2 separate regions of the Gossypium arboreum genome follow, and region 1 is linked to region 2. The links are chromatin contacts, called in public Hi-C maps. All regions are on one chromosome and are shown on one strand. The core of a region is the stretch at or near the end of the contact, and the rest is flanking DNA. Distances in the headings are between cores, read along the strand shown. Region 1 has its middle 13 kb from the start of LOC128283420. Region 2 holds the start of LOC108467067 (protein MLN51 homolog).

What was found. A called contact is a pair of places that touch in the nucleus more often than the background predicts.
Region 1: a contact with region 2 is called in a Hi-C map of leaf, with 2.2 times the contacts expected there. The contact joins the enhancer-like site here to the promoter of LOC108467067 in region 2. A contact is called at or near these places in 2 of 5 Hi-C or Micro-C datasets (both in leaf).

The regions. Positions count from the first base shown.
Region 1 is chr2:23,156,463-23,163,655 of ASM2569848v2, reverse strand. It overlaps the pseudogene LOC108462435. Among protein-coding and RNA genes, the nearest start is that of LOC128283420, 13 kb to the right of the region's middle. Within about 2 kb of position 3,120, at least 2 of the 2 cell types and tissues checked have an H3K27ac peak or open chromatin away from gene starts, as enhancers often do. A contact at or near this core is called in leaf, where this site is marked.
Region 2 is chr2:23,081,955-23,089,603 of ASM2569848v2, reverse strand. It overlaps LOC108467067 (protein MLN51 homolog), which reads left to right and starts at 4,470. Exons shown (of 11, transcript XR_008277492.1): 1 at 4,470-5,407; 2 at 6,938-7,040; 3 at 7,160-7,362; 4 at 7,461-7,649.

The DNA.
Region 1 (7,193 bases), core at 1,871-4,370, 75 kb before region 2:
TGGTTTAGTTAGAAAAGCTCCTTGTTTTCCATTGCTTTTGGCTTGAAATTATGATTTGGGTTGAAAAGCACTTCTCAACCTCAATGGGAAACGTAACCTTAATGTCAGATGTGTATGTTGCAGATTTCTTGTCTGGTTTTTGAGTTTACTACATGCACTAGTTGTTCCTCTTAAAGTTTGCTCAATAGACATACACGACACATGAATTGTTAATTTTGGACTATGATTTCTCTGCTTGTACTTGAATTAGTTCTATTAATCATGCTAAACTTGTCATTGCAGCTTGCAATGGCTGAGGAATGCATGAAACATGCGGTAGACCTGAGTGGTTTATTGCTGCTTTATTCCTCTTTGGGAGATGCTGAAGGAATATCAAGGCTAGCATCCCTTTCTAAAGAGCAAGGGAAGAACAATGTTGCTTTCCTTTGTTTATTCATGCTGGGTAAATTGGAGGACTGCCTCCAACTTTTGGTGGAAAGGTAATTCATCATGAAATACCTAAAATTGTAGACTGCCATTTACTAGGCAAAGATATATTTTAAGTATTCCTTTTTCAGCAATCGGATACCTGAGGCAGCTCTTATGGCACGATCTTATCTTCCAAGCAAGGTTTCAGAGATAGTGACTATTTGGAGAAAAGACCTCAACAAGGTTAGTAGCCAATATTTAATTCTCTGGCATGTTTTGGTACACTGTTCATGGCGAGTTCCATTTTGACATGTTTGATTTTCCTCGTACTTTTGCAACATTCAAAATATTTCTTTTCTATAACCAATAAATAAAAAAATTTTCATCCTTCGTCTTCTATTCTTCCATTCTAAGCTTATCGTTCATGAGTCTTGATTGTGTCTCAACATTGCCCTTACTATCATTGTCATCCCAGATGTATGCTAGTATAGTTTGACTTTTTGCCCTTTTGTTCAACTTGATGATTGATATTATGATATAAAATCTTGATATTTTGCTGGAAACAAATTGCTTGAAAATGTGCTTAGAGCTTTTACATCTGAAAGCTAAGGAAACAGTCTTATCCTTTTTTTTGTGTGTTTTTTTCAAACATTGCATCATTAAAGTAGTGATGGAATCTTTAATGGGAATCTTTTTCATTTAATAAGTCCTTGTTGGTGGAGCATTTTAATATATATTCTTTCCTACTCCAAGTGTCACGATATTTAACTCTTTCTACCATTGCAACATGAATCTGTTGGACTTTCATGTTTACTGTAATCATGCTCAAAATCTATTACTTGTGTTTCTGGTTAAGTTTGATTAATGGTATAGATTGCAAAATGATTTGATGTAAAGCTTGCATCATTTGCAGGTTAACCCAAAAGCTGCTGAATCTTTGGCCAATCCTCAAGAGTATCCAGGCATGTTTGAGAATTGGAAAGTTGCTCTTGATGTTGAAACTAGAGTGCGAGAGAAAAGGTATCGAACAGAATTCCTTTCTGTTATTTATTGTTATATGGTATTTGTTACCTATTTACTATGCAAATTCTTTTATGAAATTTGCTATGCAATTTTATCAAATATGATTTCATTTTTTTTTTGGTTACCACTCTAGGATGATCTCTTTGGATAATTCATTTTTAGATTTGATTGTTTGGCCTTTTTGGTTGCTCTACAATTTTTGGTACCACCTGCTTTGATTTCAAAGCTGTGGTCGACACATCCTATTTTCCTGTCTCACAAGGTTATGCTTTCAACTCTCAATTGCTCGGTAGGGGTGTTTATCCTCCTGCGGCAGACTATTTGAAACATGGTGATAGATCATGGCTGACACTTGTGGAGGCTCATGAAAATGGTGACCTTAATCATGTGGTATATGACCTTTATTATCTGTTTTCTCTTAAGCCAGCAGCACAGAAAAATATTGGAACTGCTGGAGTGGTTGATGACTCTGGTTTTGGAATTTACCGTCTTTTTTCCTTCATTTTTCTGCCTTTCAGGCTGCAGAACAAAATGGAGATAGTGGTAGCCAAGAGGAGGCTGTTGTTGTGGATGCATCTAGTGACGGTGCAGTACTTGTTAATAGTAACGAGCCTGAAGAAGAGTGGGGTACGAATAAAGAAGGAGCCCTGTGAACCCAAAAGCAATTGGTTGATGCAGTGTAAAACCGAAACTTTTGTCTCTGGTGATTAACTGTTTCTACGATGCCATCTTTAACCCCTTTCGCTTTTGAGCTTCTCTGACTTCATTTTTGTGATTTCATTAATCACAAGCACTATTCATAACACCTACTGCCAGCTAAATCCTGAAGAGTTTTCCAAACTTGTTTCTCTCTTGAGTCTTTGGAATTAGGTACGTGTTTTTTAATGGGTGCTAAATACACGATCGGCTTTTGTTTAAATTATGATATTACTAGTAGTTTCTTTTTTTCTCATTCACTTTTTTTTTTTCTCAAAATTTGCCTATTAATATTGACTATTATGATGCACATCTATGGGCTGCTCAACTCTCATATCTTTGTTCTTTGTGAAAGTTCTTATCTAATTTGTGTTTGTGTATCAATCTATTGTATTCTATCATCAAAATGATAATGTTGTTTCCACTCCGTATCACGCAACATTAATGTCTTAAATTTTGTTATTTTCCTTTTGGTGTTTTTGATAGTTCTTTTATTATATGTCATTCCCCGATTCCTGTTTTCTCATATTTCTCACTGTTGGTAGTTCTTACAACAGATCACTAGGTTCCAGGAAGCCATTTAATCTGGGCGCCATTCAGCTCGGATTTTAAGGTGAGAAACCATTATTATAATCATTATTTATCTTTAAAGGAGAAAGCAGTATCAGTCATATGGGTTAAAATACACATCACAACCTTTAGAGCGAATCTCTTATCTCCTTGGATTTCTCATACTCGTGTCATTATTACTGTTCTTAACTTGTTATTATTGAACTACAGCAGATTTTGAATTAGAAGCTAGAAAGATTTTACTGAGGGACCGATTTATCTTTGCATTCCCGGTGATTTGGATCTGTCAAGCGCATTGTTTGAACATACAAGTGCTGACAATTTTATTACTTTCTCTTAACTTTTAGCATATTCTTTGGAGGCATTATCACAATTGTTTTTTTGAGGCGAGTGCCACTTTGAATGTAGAAAAAAAACTGAGAATTAGTGATGATTTTACCCAATTCAGTCCACTTTTATTGTTTTAAATCTTAGATGCTAATTTGGTTCTCCCTTTTGAGGCTGCAATCTTTTTTGGGATTACATTTGCAGTCTCTCCTCCAAATGAAACTTGTAATCTAAACATATATCTATTAAAAGAAATGACTTTTCATGCTCTTGCAGTTGCAGTTAGCTGTGCCATTGTGTTTTAACTTGAGCAACATTAGCTTTAAACATGATATTGGAACATAAAATTGCAGAAATTTTTGTCTACAAATGATATATCTAAGACCAGATTTAAAAAAGATAAATAAAAGAACAAACGATGGGCTCTTTTTTATTATTTTGAGAGTTTCACCAAGAAAAGCCCTAATGTTGTCCACAAACAATAGGAAACTTGCTGAGTCTTGTGGCCCCCACACAAAGGTTCGTGAATCGAGGAATACTCTAAGGTAATTATTCTAGGATATTTGACTTATTTAACCCACAAAGATTGGCTCAGTTTTGGAACATTGTGGAAAGACTATCTACTTAAAGTTTAGTGCTCCAATAAAATACTGTAATAAATTGTAATTACCAGATTAATTTTGTAATTTTGAACATAAAATTATTGAGAGTTTAAATTCTTTAGAACTCTATTTTGTAGATAGGTTTGAATTTGGATTTAATGTAATTTGATCTGTATAGAGGCCTTTCCCATCTTATTTGTGATCACTCAATTGTGTAATACTCTAAAAACTTTCTTGTGTTTTATACTTGTTCCCTTGCTTGTTTCTTTTCGTTGGTTTTTAGCATCAGCGTTTTAGAGAATCCTTTTTGAGATACTAGATTTTTTACAATACAAATTGATGTAGGAAAATTTGAAGCGAATTCACTACCTAAGGTGTGCGGTTTGCTAAGCTACAATATAAGTCCGTGATAGTTGGTATCAATGTTAGGTCCATTAAAGTGTTTAGATGAGATGTAAAATTAATCAAATAGTTAAGATATCTCACTAGAAACCCATGGGAGGTTCAAGAAAGCAAATTTGAGGGATATGTTGTTGGCAATATATGACAAGGTCGCTAAGCTTGAGGAATCCATGGGTGGTGTGGAGGAAAGCCTTAAGGTAGTTGAGGGTTGCATTGTAAAGTTGGACTATGTAGGAGATGAGCTCAAGGAGTAGATGTAAGACACTTTCAACGCTACTATGGAAAAGATGTTGAAGGCTATTAGCTCCATTGTGGATAAGCTAACTTATAGGGATAGTGCTCTCGTAGCCATGGTGAAGGCTTTGAAGAAATAGGTAGAACAACTCGAGGAGTTTGTTCTATGCAAAGCAGTTGTGGGTAATAAGGTGTTAGCTATGACAACCAAACATAAGATTGATATCTCTGAGCCGAAAGAGTTTAAGGGGACAAGGTCTACGAAGGACGTAGACAACTTTTTGTGGGGAATGACACAATACTTCTGTGTTGTGAGCATCGAGGATGATGATACTAAGGTAATATCTATTTCAATGTATTTAATTGATGTCACTCTTTTGTAGTGGCATCATAAGTGCATAGATGAAAAGCTTGATGACACTAGTATTGGTTATAAATAATGAATAATGATTGGTCATGAATATTTGGTATTTATGTTTATTTATGAATTGTTTTATATTGTTGTTGAATTCGTTAATTGTCGTAATACTTCATAACCCTAATTCGACAACAAAGACAGGTTACGGGTGTTATACAACCAACTCATCAATCAACCAACAAAATGATTTAGCACATGATAAATCTTAACAACTAAATAAACATTTCATTGAACAATTGGTATGCAAAATATAAAAGTAAAGGTAAGACATTCTCATTTAGATGTGGAACCAATGGAACCCAAAAGCTTGATACATCTCCATTTATAGAGTCTTTAATAAGAAAGAAGAAATAATGATAATAATAAAATCTATTCTAAAAAGAAAAGAGAAAAGAAAACATAATTTAAAAATGAAAAGAGGAGAAGAGAAGAGAAAACTTGTCTAATGTCTAGTCTAATTTTCTACTTTAAGAATCTATATGTAAAATGAATTAAAAAATGTTATTTATACTCTCACAAAGTTTGACCTATAAAGGACAAATTTTCCCTCACTTAAACTTTGACCAAAGGCTTAATGAACTTAAAATTGCCTTTTAGCATTTGAGCCACGTCAGGGTTGTTGTCGTGACATCCACACCTAGGCTTTACGAAATTAAAGAGAGTTTACTCTAAGGGTGCTTTTGGGCTTCAATGTCACGACATCAACCCTCTGGTGTCACAACGTCGTACTCAAGCAACTCGACTTATTCAACTTTGGAGACTGTGGTTGGTTTGGACCTCAATAATTCAGAGTTGTGACCTTATAGGCCGAATTCATGACATTGTATCCTTGGGTCAGAGACAGTCCATTAAGGTGTGCAACTTGGTAGGGTCTAACTCCTCAGTTGACGGTGGAGGCACTAGTGTCACAACACTAGCACATTAGTATCGGGACCTAGGCCCTAGTGTAGGCTCCTCTTCTCATTTTCACCTCAACCAAGTGCTTGGAACAAGCTTAACTCAAAGATTAAGTTTCTAATGGCAGATACTTGCCATTTTATTCATAAAAGCATTAAAACATGATAAAAACTAAAATTAAGTCTAAAATCTATAACGTGCAGAAATATAATAAAAGACACTATAAAATAATCAAGAATAGGCTCTTTGAGTGTTTAAAGAGCTTAATTTGACGTAAATAAATATGATAGATCAATGGGCTCTTGAGAGAGAAAATTGAAGCTAGATAAAGAAGGTTTGAAGAGGTAAGAACTGGTGTTTTCCATCTCTTTTAATTTAATATTTGAGATTGGTGTTGTGAGAAAGCTTAGAAAGATATTGTGTTAATATTTGGGTTTTTTTTTTTTTTTGTCTGAACAAATGAGGAAATGTTGAGAAATGGAATTTCAAGATAGTGTGAGGATGGATTCAAGTGATAAAAATTTGAGGCCGTGTTAAAAATTTGAAAACTTGTTGGCATGAGATGAAAAGTGTTTAAATGTCATAATTGAATGTAAATTTGATACAACAAAACAAAATAGCGGTAAATGTGGAAATTTATTCGATGAAGTGAAAAATATGTTTTGTAATATCCTAAAGTTGATAACATACAATGTTTATAAGTGAGTAGTAAAAATGAATATGTACATAATAGGTGTCACCTGCAATATTTTCAAGTGATGCCTAGAAAGACTTATTGAGAAAAAGGTCAATGTAATTATAAATGTGCATAGGTGTTTCAATATGTTTTGATGATAAATCACCAAAATTATAAGTGAATTAATAAGAAGTGCATGAAATGACAATGGAAGGCTCGAAGAGCCCTTGAAAAGTGGTAATGGTAACAAAGAGTAAAAAGGGATTGTTAAAGTGAAATGTGTTCCTAAATGTGGCCTTTTAAAGTGATTGTATAAATTCTTAAATATTTTCCTAGCTTATGAAGTGAATTACCCTTGTAAGTGAAATAGCTAAGGTTCAATTAGCATACCACTAGGGATTAATGTGTGTGCATTGTGTTAGAAAAACAAAATTATGCCTTGTTTATAGTGAGGACTCTAGTCTTTGGTGTGATGACTGGATTGCACTTTTAGTGCAATAAGTCTATGGCATTCGGTTGAAATCTTGAGTATTCAAGTCTTATTTTGCTAGCACTTGCTAAGGGCTAAGTGTTTATATTAATAATAATTAGACTTATAAATTGCAATATCTGTGCCAAATGAGCATGGATAAAGTGGCATAACTTAAAGAAAAAGTGATGTTACTGATAAATGAAATTGGTGATATAAAAGCTTAACATTGAAGTGTTCTATGGTTAACAAGTGAAATGAAATTAAATGAAAAGTTTATAAAGTTCTGTAGTAAGAGCAAACCGTTTGGGAGACTAATATTGTAATATCCTGATTTTGGGCCTAATCGGAATAGTGGTTTCGTGACCACAAAATCCGAGATATAAATAATTATTTTATGATTATTTTAAGGTCTATGATATGATTGCATGATTGTGTGAAAATTTCGTGAAGAAATTTTATGCATAAAGT
Region 2 (7,649 bases), core at 3,221-5,720:
TTTAGATGAAATTTTATGACTTGGCATTGTATGTTAGTTTAAGTTTAAGTCTGGTAATGCCTTGAACCTTGTCCCGACGTAGGATATGGATAAGGCGTGTTACATATAGGCTGTTATAAGATTGGATAAAAATCGGCTTGCATGATTTATGGTTAAAAATGGTGAAATTGCAAGTTTCGGGTTTAGGGACTAAATTGCACAAAAGTTTAAATATTAGGGTTAATTTTTTAATTTTGCAATGGTATGGATTATAAGCTTGAATTAAATATTTTAAGTAATTGAATGGTTTAATTGATTGGAAAATTATTATTTAAATCAAGGCACACTACAATTGAAGTTAAATCGAGGAAAAGCTTAAGTTTCAGATTAGTTGTCGACTCCATTTTAACAGCAGTTCTAGTCGAGGTAAGTTCGTATAAGTATTAAGTTATTATAAGTTATTTTGTATGTCATGTTTATAATTACTCTGTTATAAATAATTATATTTCTAGTTATACAATATTCTGGTAATATAGACCAAAATATGATGTTAATTGAATTGAATGGCATAGTGCTTTGGTTTGGATCAAATAATAGAAAGGGGAATTAAGGTAAAGGAATTGTATATTGGAAAAAATAATCATAGAAAGCAAGAATTATGGTAAATGGATTTTGGATGGATTATTATGTATAACATGGATGATGGTATTGTATTTAATAATTAAAGTGAGTTATGATAAATTTATGAACATGTAAATTTCACGAATGGTTATATAAGAATGAAGGTTAGAGATAAGGATATGGAAAGAGAATCATTGAGCCTAGAGAATACTTAGGATACAAATGATATGCCATTAGGAAGTATATGTATTGGGTGCTAGTTCTGGAGGTCCTACCAATGGCTGAGATCCAGCATGTGTTGCGGATTCTTCACAGCTCGTGTGAGCGCATCAAGTAGCTACTGTCCTGACTAACAGCTCGTATGAGTAAGCCCACTTCATAGCTTGTGTGAGCATTATTGAAAAGGAAAAGAAAAAGGGAAAGGCTACATTTACATGAAAAGGTGTTTCGTGTATATGATGTTATTCAAAAAGTTTCAATGGATGAGAAAAGGTCAATGGAAAAGTATTTATAAAGACTTAATGTTCATATGATATAGATAGATGAATATGCATATACAAAATGAAAATGGATGATAATTTAGCAAGTGATGGATGAAATATGCATGAAATCCATTTCTTAATATATGTCATGTTATATAGATGTATTGTTTATTTATTATCTATTAACCATATGATTTCAATGGAAAGTATGTGTAAAGGATATATGTGTATGGGTGATGGATCATGAATAAAGCCTAAATGTTTATCATGTATATGCCATAGGTTATTTAGGATTTATATGTAATGATATATATTTACTAACCTTATGAGGTGATGTGTATAGGAAAGGAAGTTTGGCATAAGACATGATGAGAGTAGGTTTGGATATTTAATTTAATATGTTTGGTAAGTTTAAGTTTCTGCTTATATGAATTTACTAAGCATTAAATGCTTACGTAATCGTTTCCTCCATTTTGTAGATTATCGGAAAGCTCAGTCGGTTGGAATCTCGTCGGAGTATCATCACACTATCTATTCGTTATTTTGGTATTTATGGTTATTTTGGTTAATGGTTATAAATGGCATGTAATAGGGTTATAAGTGTAGTTTTGGTAATTGGTTCATTTTTAAATGGTCCAAGTTCATTCATTTTCATATCTTTCAATGAAAGCTTAAATGATGTGTATTCATATGAGATATTAGTAACTATTCATGCCCTCATGTGAGTAGAAAGAAGATGATTGTGTGATATGTTTGATATGGTTATTTGGCATGTATAGGACTTTGTGTATTGGTAGTTTTTGGATATGTTAATGGTCAATTTGGTATATATTTGCTTTTGATGTTCATGTTTGGTTTAATGGACTTTTAATGCCTTGTCAAGTTAGGTCATTTTTTGCCTCTTTTAGGTACTTGAAATATAAGGTCCTTTTTGGTATGTTCGGAATGGCTTGTAATTGGTCATATGTGATATCCTTTGGTAGGTAATTGAACTAAGTTTTTATGCTTGAAATATGACAATATTGGCATATTTTGGTTGATGATGTTTTCGTACAATTATGGTGCCTTTTAATGGCATATTGGTTAGATGAATTAGGATGTTTGAAATTGTATGTTAGGTGTGTGTGAATGATGTTTTAAATTCCTTGAATGTATGCTCAAATGGTATAGATGGTTAAGTATGATTTGGTCTTGAAATGGCTTGAATTTAGGGTCAAATTATGGATCACAGGGCCTAGGAAACGATCTGTCTCACGGCTGTGTGACACACACGGCCTGAGGACACGTCTATGTGTCATTTGAAAGTTCTTAGTGTTCCAAGTCAGTGAGTTACACAGCCTGGCACACGGATGTGTGGCATGGCTGTGTGACCCTACTTAGTGAGTTACACTGGTGAGGACATGGGCTGGGACACGACTGTGTGTCCCCTGTTTGAAAGTTACACGGCCTAGGGTGATGTCACACGGTCATGTGGCTCCTGTTTTCCAATTTTTACAACTTTTTCTTAAAACTTCTGTTTTATTTCAAATTAGTCCTGAATTGCTTCTAAGCTATTTTTAGGGCATCGAAGGCTCGATTTAGGGACAAAATGCATGTGAATGAATGATTTTATGATATGTTTAAGATATTTAATGTTATGAAGGTAAATGTTTTTCGTTGTACGATAATGCTTCATAACCTTAATCCGATAACAGAGACGGGTTTAGGGTGTTATAGTCAACATTGATTCTTCCAACTTAGGATAATTCATTGACTGGTTGATTGAAGGTTAACTAACGTTTCTTGTTAAAATTGGACTGATTTGTGGAAAAATCGTTACGTTGAAAGCCTCAATAAAAAAAAAAAAGGTCAATGGCACAAAACCAAAAACACCTAAATGTTGAGGGTATTTTTTACAATTTATGCCTTTAAAAAATATTCTTGACAACTAGGAACTAATTTGTCATATTTGAATTATATGTAACCTAAATAAAAACTTTCAAATAATTTAATGACATACATAGTTTTGAATTGTATGTAACCTAAACTTTTGAAGTGATTTGTCAAATAGGAACTGATTTGCCTCTTTCCTAAGGCTATCTATATGCACGTGGTAGAACATAACTTTAAAAGTATCCAAATCTACCATACACTTTAATAACCAGAGAAATCAAAATCTAGCATACACTTTAATACAAACAATAAACATACACAGTGCATAAACCCTATGCAAATGCAACATTTTTCAACAAAGAAATTTAGAAAACCTTAAACCCAAATCCCTCTAAATCCAAAAAATCATAAACTAAATATAGAAACTTACCCGTTACAGTGGATGCTAAAACATTGTCTGCTTCTCTTCTATTAACAGTTGTGGCCCTAAACCCTACCCATTGATATCTTTTGTGGTCTTCTTTCTCCTTAAACTTGAAACCCAAAATATTAATCCTTTAACCTTAAATCGTTCAATCTTACCCTTATCCTAAAAGTTTCAATCATCCAACACTAAACCCTAAAATGTTAATCCCAATCGATTTTCTTTTCTTCTTCTTAATCCCAATTGATATTTTCTTTCTTTTCCTTAATCCCTAATTCATCTTTTCTTTTTTTTTTCCCTCTAAACCCATCCAAACCTTAAATTGTTTGACTCCTCATCCAATGTAGCAAGTTAGTTGGCCATATCAGCTAGTTAACTGGCCATGTCACTTATCCCGTTAGGCTTATAACGGAAAATGTTAATGGGTGACTGATTTGTCACTTTTCAATAACATTAGTTACGGATTTGTTATTTCTTGAAAGTTGAGTTGACTGTTTTATTATTGAGATCAAAATTGAGTGACTGTTGATGTACTTTACTTTTTTTTATTTTATTTAAAAAATCCCAAACTTGCTTAATTTTCGGTTTGAATTTAACTAGACTTAGATTAAGGAGCATTGGTGGTTTGGGTTGAACTCATTACCAAAACGCCAAAATCTGTATTCTCAAATACCCTATGACCAAGGGCGTAGCCAGGGGGCTGGCATGGGCCTCGGCCCCCTAAAATGGAAAATTACATTTTAAACCCTTAAAATTTTTTAATAAATTTAAATTAGTAAAGCTAAAATTATACTTTATCCCACAAAATTTTAAAATTTAATTTAATTATTTACAAATTATAAAAATATAAACTATATAAAATTAAAATTTTATCTGACCTCCTTAAAAAAAATTTCTGTCTTCACCTCTGCTTATGACCATGGTAAATTATTATTACAACAAAATACGGTGGTAGCTCGGATGACACTTGCTGCCAACTTAGAAACAGAGTAGATAACTCAATTTCATATGCAAACGTGGCAAAACCCCATTGGTTCCTAATCATCAATCGGCCTTTTAACAAACACCTCACGTCCGTATCAGAATCCGACTCCAATCTTACCACTCACTTTTAATTAATTTCCTAAAATGTCCCTGCCAGTATCTTTCCCTAACCCAAAAATTAGAAAATAAAGTTTCATATTTCAAAGCAAACTCCTTGCTCCATTCAATTTTATTATGCAAAAATCCCCATATTTTACAACAACAATAATAATATATAACTATCTAGGGTTTTTCTTCTTCCTAAATACCGCTAGCCCTATTCCATGAAAATAAATAACCCTAATATTTTTCCCTTCAATTTCAAGGCTTCAGGGTTTTGATTCTCTTCTATTTTTTAGACGATTGGCTTTGAATTGTTTTTTTTTTTGCTTCGTTGCAAAGATTGCTTCTTCTTTTTTTTTTGAATATTCCCGGAAGTTTTAGCGACTTGGTCTTTGTTTTCCGATAAAGTGATGGCTACTACGGGAGTAGAGGAGGTGGAATACGAGAGTGATCCAGAGGAGGTGAAGCGTTCTCTGGCAATGCGGAGGAGGGAGGCGGCCAGTGACGATGACGAAGGAGAAAGGGACGAAGAGAATAATGCTGAGGCGAGGATGGATCGAAGGTCTGTGATTCGTTCCGATGAATCCGACGGTCAGGGCGGTGCTGCAGATTACGATGATGGCGTAGAAGAATTGGACTTAGAAGAAGTCGAAGAAGAAGTTTATGATGAATACGAGGAAGAGGAAGAAGAAATTGATGAAGAGGAGATAGATGAAGTTGGTAAAGTAGAAGTGCGAGGCAATGTGAAGATAACTGGAGACGATGTGAAGGAAGCGGTTGTGGAGAATGGGAATGTGGATGAAGGACTGGGCATTGATAATAATCACATTGGAGAGGAACATGGAGAGGAAAAGAAGGAGAATGAGCCCTTTGCTGTGCCCACTGCTGGGGTGTTTTATATGCACGATGATAGATTTCGAGACAACGTTGGCGGTCGTCATAGGTATTAAGCTTCATTTTTTCTCTTTATAGGTTCCAATTTTCTTTTTTTTTCTTTTTTTTTATAGCTGTTTAACTAATTAAGTAGTAAATATCAATTTACGGAAAGGTATATGGTGAATTTTCTATGTGGATTGTCTGTTATGCCTATTGTAGCTTCTTCTGTTTAATGATTGAAATTGGAATGCTCACTTGCCCTACCTTCTCTATGCGGATAATGGAAATTAAAATTTTTATACTCTTGACTAGTGTTACATTTTGATAACAAATGTGTTAATATTGGGTTTTTGACTCCTATGATGTTTATGCTCCTATGCTGCTTTTCTTATATTCTGTTATCTTGAATTTTGATTTGGTCTATGATTAGTCAGGTTTAAGAAATTCGAAGGTTTTAACCTGTATGGGAGCTGCTGCTTACCTGCACTTCTAAGCATGCATGAATGGTGATAAAACTTTAGTTCGTAGTTTTAACATTTGGGTTGAGGAGTGAGGACTTGAAATGTCACAATCTAGATGCCCTTGAATCTTTTTTTTTTTTGCTTTAATTGTTCATTCACCTTAAGATCTTAAAAGGTACCTGTTTTGATCTGGGAATGGGGTAGTTGATCTGGACCTCTGTTATAAAAAACTGAGCAGCCCAATATTATAGCAAATATAACATTATGTGGTCAAAACTTAGGCTCAGATTGTTACCTTGTTTTATTTGATGACATTATAACTTATGACTGCTTATGACTACTATATGAAGTTGCTAGTAATTCTGAACATATATTTTTTCTTTTTCTATATTGTCAGTACTTTGACAACTATATGAGGTTTTAAGAACATAAGCTTTTTCTGGTCTAAATCTGTATTTATATCGATTTTTCTAATTTGTTTACCATTGATATATGTGGGTGTGAGCGTAAAGGCTGACTGCATGCATAGTCTATGTGCATATTTTGTAAAGACTTGGTGTATAATTTAACTGTTGGCCTTGTTAATGGGACTGTTAGTATTGGTACATATAAATGCTGCTTTATTTCATGTTTTCCAATGTTATTTAATATTTTTAATAAAATATATAAACATACAAATACTCTTCCATTACATGCATCTATATGTTTATATGCAGATATAGATTTTAAAAATGATAAACATTTAACATCAGAAAATTTTGGAACCTCAAATAAATATAAAAATTAGTAATTATTGTGATCTAATGAACATGTATTATTTTAGGATGAAATTATGAAAATAATAGAACTGAACATGAAAGGGAAAGCATTAGGAGTTGATAAAAAGAATACAATAAGAGAAAAGATTAAAAGAAAATTTGAAAGAAAAATCTTGTACCAATCAGTATGAGCAGTACAGATTGGTACTAATGGTGGAAAGGTACATAGATTTAGGACTCTGCTTTCATTGCTAATACGTATTATGGTATATCTTTAAGCGTCAAGGTTTGTATTACCATGTCCTTGTCCTGCCCATTTCCTTCAAGTTGCTATAAATGTTAATAAAGTTGTGTATCAACTTGATTTGTCCAATTTAGGCGAACACGTTGTGGAAGGAATTTGTGGGAATCCAAGGATGATAGGAAATGGGGACATGACAAGTTTGAGGAGATGACTTTGCAAGAAAAGCATTATGAAGAGGTAACGATTTAGTAGATTTGTAGATAATCTACTTGCCTTCATTGGTGCTTCTTTTCCTTCTCAATCTCGTTTAATCTTATTTTTTTCCCTTACTGACATGTTTTTTCTTCTGCACTCAGGGACTATCTTCTAGAGGTAGGTATCGAGCTCAGAGTAAAAATCGTGGACCAGATCGTGGTTATCGTAGAGGAAGTGGGTCCAAAGCATTTGGGAAAAACAACCACCAGAATATGGCTCCAAAGGTGGTGAGAGGGAGAGGACCTAGGAGGTATGAACCTAATATGAAAATCAGCAGTCAAGCACCTCCAATACAGGGCAGACTGTGAGTATTCATAATCATGTGCTCTTTCCCCCCTACAATTTTCCATCTCTTCCTTCCATGACAGGTTTGATTGACATTGAATGAGTTAAATGTTTCAGGTCTGGAAAGCCTCTTGAGAAAACATCACAAGCCAATTCAGGTAGAGCTTCCACCCTTGCAACAAATGCCAGTACTGTATCAGATCCTAATCCGAAACATATATTTGCGTCAAGCTTGAGTTCTGCTTCCCCACCTTTTTATCCAGCGGCGTCTTCCAACAAAGACACTGCTTTAACTCAGAAGAAAGA